Regions from separate parts of the Lactuca sativa genome. Here region 1 is linked to region 2. The links are chromatin contacts, called in public Hi-C maps. All regions are on one chromosome and are shown on one strand. Each heading gives the region's core, a stretch centred on a gene start, on an enhancer-like site or on the middle of the called end of the contact. The rest is flanking DNA. Distances are from core to core; before and after follow the strand shown. Region 1 holds the start of LOC111886302. Region 2 holds the start of LOC111886321 (shewanella-like protein phosphatase 2).

What was found. Hi-C and Micro-C count contacts between places; a contact is called where the count stands out from the background.
Region 1: a contact with region 2 is called in a Hi-C map of leaf, with 5 times the contacts expected there. The contact joins the promoter of LOC111886302 here to the promoter of LOC111886321 in region 2. A contact is called at or near these places in 2 of 4 Hi-C or Micro-C datasets (both in leaf).

Annotation. Positions count from the first base shown.
Region 1 is chr2:104,019,160-104,022,353 of Lsat_Salinas_v11, reverse strand. It overlaps LOC111886302, which reads right to left and starts at 1,933. Exons shown (of 10, transcript XM_023882540.2): 1 at 1,432-1,933; 2 at 1,240-1,337; 3 at 1,095-1,177; 4 at 924-1,003; 5 at 731-828; 6 at 366-437; 7 at 201-278; 8 at 1-101. The coding sequence starts at 1,554. The coding sequence ends at 38.
Region 2 is chr2:103,696,949-103,700,143 of Lsat_Salinas_v11, reverse strand. It overlaps LOC111886321 (shewanella-like protein phosphatase 2), which reads right to left and starts at 1,730. Exons shown (of 2, transcript XM_042899140.2): 1 at 445-1,730; 2 at 1-5. The coding sequence starts at 1,563.

The DNA of each region.
Region 1 (3,194 bases), core at 684-3,183, 320 kb before region 2:
AATTACAGACAATTTTATTCACTTCTTCCCGATCCTTCTATTGTCTGACAAAAGGGGAGAGAAAATGTTGTAATCCACAAAGACCTTTATTATCAGTAAAACTGCACAATATATTAATATTACCCACAATTAGTAAATAAATAATTATGTATCTTTCTTTTTTATTTAAGTTATTTATGATTAAAAAAATAAAAATCTACTTGAAACTTGATCTGCGTAAAAGCCTCCCTCCCACTGCAGCTGGGACTCTTCGTGATAGGGAGTTCCCATTCAGATTCCTAATTAAACCAAATTTGTTAAAACAATAATTCATATGTTTTATATAATTATATATTTGTATTTATTGTTAGAGAAAAGAATCTTACAATATTCGAACTGATGTTAAACCTCCAAGGCTTTCAGGAATGGATCCATTACAGAAATTGTATGAAAGATCCCTGTTTTATATACAATAAAAATACAATAAAATATCTTTTATTTAACCATTTCATAACTAATATATATATATATATATATATATATATATATATATATATATATATATATATATATATATATATATATACACACATATATATAACATCTTTTCACACAACAAATCAAATACTCATTTTTCATTCAAATGTGAATAAATTATACCGACAATACTCACAATAAATTATACAGCAAAATATCTATTATTTAACCACGTTAGCAAACATTCCCTGCAATTAACCATAAGAAACATCACCTGTCATTGAAATGAACAAATGTCAACCACAATGACAGTGTTAAGGTTATAAACTCAAAATTTGTACGTAACCAGTGAATCCTAACCCTCCTTTGGCCCTGATTCACACACATACATCAAGGATGAAACAAAAGATAAGTAACATACAATGGATGATTTACATGTGTACAGTTTGCTAAATGAAGAATCTTACAGGTGTTTCACCCTTTACTACTGGTGGAGCATATTCAGGATCAGTGGGTTCAGCAAAGTGGCTAACAAATTGGGCCATGCCTTTTCAAATGAAAATAGAAGCAAATCAATTAGATTTTTCAACCTACAATGTATGAATTAGAATTTAAATAGTATAACATGTATGACATACCTGTGTATCGTGGACATTTTCTCTTCTCAGGAGGTGGTCTATACTCCAGAGGAGGTCGTGGCTCAAAAAGCTTTAACAGATTACTTCAGACACCCCCAAAATAAGTCAGCAAAGTTGAAAAAATTAGATATGAGAAATTACAAACCTGGAAACTTCAGTAGCATTAGCTGCATGAACAACTGTAGAGGCAGGTCGAGATGCAGATAGAACTGCAGCTTCTTCATTGTTTGACTTTTTAAACTCCTATATAAACCACTAATATTTAAATGGAAGAGTGGCCTTAGTGAAGCAAAGTAGGAAGAGAAGCGATTTAGGATTTAATGGATATTGTGGTTACCGGTTGTTCTGAAGATGGCTCGATTGGTGGCAGACATCCTCGTTCCTGACTTTTAGGTTTTTTTGGTAGCAATGTTTTTGTTGAGAGAAGCTTCCGATGTTGCATCGTCGACGGTGGCGACATGGTGGAGGAGTTGCAGACAAAAATCGATCTCAAAAAGATGAAAATCGTGGCTGTAGAACTTCACATACCTTCAAAATTGAAGCCAAAAATCTGAAAATTATGAAGTCGTCGTCGGTTGCTGAATGATTGGAAATGATTGAATCTTTTTCAATTAATGGTAAAACTTGATGGAGGTGTCTCGATCGTAACAGGTAAGCCAGAAAGTGGAGAAGAAGCTCCTTGGCATCGTGTACTACAATTGTGATCGAAGAAAGCGAAAGTCGAATGAGAAACATGAGAAGAGGGGATAGGAATGGAGAAGCATCTGAGGCGGTTGATCGGTGTACAAATTAACCCCAGATAAGAACACGTGAAGAGGCACTAATCATAATCTGATTGGGTCGAGAAGCGGTGAACCTAAGCAGAAACAACACGTCTCCATCAAGATTATAAAAAATAGCAAAATATACCCCTAAAAGAAAGAGGCCAATAACAAATGAAACTACAGGGACCAAAAGAGACAAATTACCTCCATTTTAGTGTTAAAATTTTTCACAATCTTAATATATATATATATATATATATATATATATATATATATATATATATATATATATATATATATATATATATATATATAAAACTTGTACCTATAACAAGTCGTCGGGATTGATATTTCACACGGGTTGTCATGTGGGAAGTCGATGACAAGTCGTGGTAATAGCTGTCCAAAATCTAGATTGTTTTTATTTTCTACACCATAGAATAAAAATATATGGAAATTACATTTGTGGTAATTAATATCGACGATTTGTTGTTGGCATAGGTTTTTTGAAGACCACAAAAAAATTCATCGTTACCAGCAAATCAGTGGCGACGACATATCATTGGCATAATTATTCAGGTCAAACAAATTTGGTCAAAGTTTGTAGAAGCTACTGCGACGACATGTCGTCCGCATACCCTACTTGTAGCGACGACAATATTCGTGAATAGTCACCATAGGTAGTTATTAGGTGTAAATTTAATAAAAAAAATCCTTATAGGAATGTACTTCTGATCAACCTAAAGGTCATGTGGTCACGTGATCACGAGTTCATAGGTTTTTCTAACGACACTTTTATATATATATATATATATATATATATATATATATATATATATATATATATATATATATATATATATATATAAAAGGTAATGAAACTATCTGATACCATGGTGGGTCACTTGACCCACCTTTTTTGTATTTTATTTATAATAAGTTATATAACATTAAAGTTCGTGACCTATCTAAAAAAATTTAAATGAACAAATTAATATTTTTGACAAAAAGATGTATAAATTAGATTTTTAAAGCACAGATGCTATGTTTCAATATCTCAATGTTTTTAATATATAATCTAATATTATTCATAGTCCAATACAAGTTAAACAAAATAATAATAATAATAATAAGAGACCTGAATAATAATTCATCAAGGCCGTTTCACAGTACATGACGTTTCAACCCTTCACAGTTGTCGATCTAATTTTGTCTATTGGTTGTTGCAACCGCCGATAAGTTATTTTACTTTGTTAACTTTGTGAGCACTAAAAATATGTGGAAGTTATATTTTCAATTTTATGAGCATTAAAGTCACCGTATTGATATGATAGTA
Region 2 (3,195 bases), core at 481-2,980:
CCATTCTACCCATATAAATACCAGCAGATTATCGCCTCCAAAGTGGACCATCATGTTAACTTCATTTTTAGTTTAGATGCTAATCAACAATAATAAATAATAATCACTTAAACCTACTTTAATCCTTCAGCCGAGAGATTTTAACAGTAAAATGATTAACATAATTAAACCAAAAACTCAAGTTATAATTTTCCCCCAGATTTAATTTTCCAATTTAGAACCTCTCTAGCTATGAAACATTGTTGAATGTATGTCTTTGATTGCAACTTTGGAGTAATGAAATTCGTTTGCAAACTCAACGTAAATCAAATAAAAATCAGAACTTTCTTAACTATGCTTACAATCTCAATAATTTTCTAATTGATTAACAAGACTCAGTAATGTGTACATCTTGAGTGCTAAATTCAATTGTAATAAAAGAGAATATTAGGATTAAGCCTCAACCTGAATTGGTCGTGTTTCATGCTGCTTACGCATCATCAAATCGTGCCTATTCTGATCATACGCCGGATTTGATGTCAAGATTCGTAGACCAGAATCCTCACTGATCTCCAGAACCTCAGGCAACCCGTCAATACACCCCTTAGACATACCAACATCAATCCTTATCGCTTTGTTATTGCAAGATGCGTTTATACCACCCTTCTGAATAGTATGACCCATGATCATCCTCCTTGCACCCGGAATAGTCGCAAGAACATGTTCCAGCATACTACAATCGCAATCTTCAGCCACTTCGTTAGAAAATTTTCTTAGCCAAACAACTGAGCTTCGGGACATGACTAAATCCGAAGATACAGTCTCTTTCAATCCAGTAATCCAATCCCTCACCTCTTCGTTAATCCGTTCCAATCCATAAGCAACATGGTGAGGTAAGATCCCTCCATGAACAAACACGGACTCCCCAACAACAAGCACAGTCATGTTTTTAGACAAAAACCTACTTGCTATAGGACCCTGAGGTCTCAATGCAGCAATCCTTGCTCTAAACCCGTTTACGTATTCTTGTTTAACGCCAGGGAAACTTGTAGGTATCCCATCGTATATATCTTTAGGTTTCTCTAGTCCATCGCATAATCGCTTCATGTTGTTGCCTATAGTAAACCAATCAGCCCAATTTTGAAATTCATCAAGCCCAGATGGATCAGTACACCAAAAATCACCATAAACATTCATGATTTCGTGATTGCCGTTCATAGTGATGACATTACCGCCGACCTTCGCAGCCTGTCGTTTTAGTTTCTCGAGGAAGTAAAGGATTTTGAGTTCTTGTCCACCACGATCGAGGACATCTCCGACTTGTACAAGAGTGGAGGAGCCACCGGACCACTGGTCTTGGGAGTCGATGAGACCAGCAAGACGGAGGGCTTGTTTGGATTTGCGAAGGTCGCCATGAAGATCACCTATGGCTATTAGACGATTAGGGGAAGGGTAGGAGGTTTGAAAAACGGGAGGAGATGGTGGGTCGGGAAGGAAGATCTCGCTGACCGAAAAGTCGACGAAAGTGTCGACAAATGATGAATAGAGATTGGGCAGGTTTTTGCAGGTGTTGTCTGCATCCATTGTTTCTTGTTATGAAGAAAGGAAGAAGAACTGGGTGTAGTGGAGTTGTTTTTGTATGTGTCGGGCATTTGTTTATCGATCTCCAATATTGACTGTAAAGTCACGAACTTTCTCCGAAGGTAGCCATATATTATTATAATGAAATTCAGGAAATTGTGATCAGACCATTCGGTATCACAGAGGTTTCCGTGTTCCAAGGGCGGATCTAGAATTTCAAAATCGCACTCTATGTCAAAGAAACAATTTCAAAGGGGGGAAATATATATACCTATGTAAAAAAATGGGAAAAATACATATATCTATATAAAAAAAATTTAAACCATTGCGGGCATGGACCCCTTTACTCCCTTCTTAAATCTGCCTTGCAGCGGTCTATGCGGCAACGGACCACGGCTACGAACACCACCCAGGTCTTTCGTTTTGGCTCGTGATCGTTGTCCAATATGGTGCAGACAACGACAGATCACGACTAGTGAAAACTCTTTGCTTTGACATGATGGTTGACCATTGTAATAGCTAATTTTGATTTTTCATTTTTTCATTTAATTTTTACCGATATAAATATTACTAAAAACCGTCTAATTTTTCATACAATTATTCTCTCTTTATTCACATTAACACATTTGTATTGTTCTTAAATTCAAAAACTGAGGACCCCCAAAATAATGAATTTGTTAGAAGAGGAAGAAGAGAAGTTAACAGAAACATGATTTAGGTTTCGGAAGAAGAAGATGCTCAAATGTCTAGTTCTTTTGGGGAAAAGTTCGAAGCGTTTCCTATGATTTAATGGGTTGTGTAAATCAAAATGTTGATGAAGTATGTTCGAAATGATGCGATATGAAGGTAAAATGTTGCGAATTCAATGGAATTTACAACTTTATTATAAACAATCTACACAAAAACGATATCGATCCAGTTAATGTGGTCATGGATCAATATGAAAACACAAAACAAAAACATTTTCCACATCTCAATGTTTGGCAAAATTTGAAGAATTCCTCAAAATAGAATAACATTGTTTAAAAAAAATAGGATTACGGGTAGTTGTATTTGTTTATATTTTTTTAATGTGTTCTTTATTTTTATTTTAAATTGTCGTTTTTGTTAAATTAATGTAATGTCTTTTTTTGTTGAATGAAAAACTAGTTTTAAAAAAAATCTATGTTATTATTGTATTTTTGAATTAAATTATAGAAAAAATATGTGGAGTAGCATGTTAGTGATAGGTACCCCATGGGTTTATTGACGGGATGCGGTGATGCGGTGGCACACGCCATTATAATGGTGTAGAGGATATACCAGATGACTTTATATTAACTTGTGAGGGTGTGGAGGATATAAATTGCAGGGATGAACAAGGTGAGATATACCATTAACTTCATTGATATTAGCTAAATATAAACACCGTCATCTATCATGTACCAAATAAAAATCTATTCAATGTTGAGGTACCACTAGGGAAGGGAAAGAATCATACAAATGGTATCATCTATATCAAAGTTTTCGTTTCGAACTAAGTATTCGATATGGAAATGTTTACAATATTTTTATTAAGTCTCTTACTTGTTATAAAAATTTCGAATGGCTTTATCCTGGCATAGTTATAGAGAGAAACTGATTAAAGGGATTGTG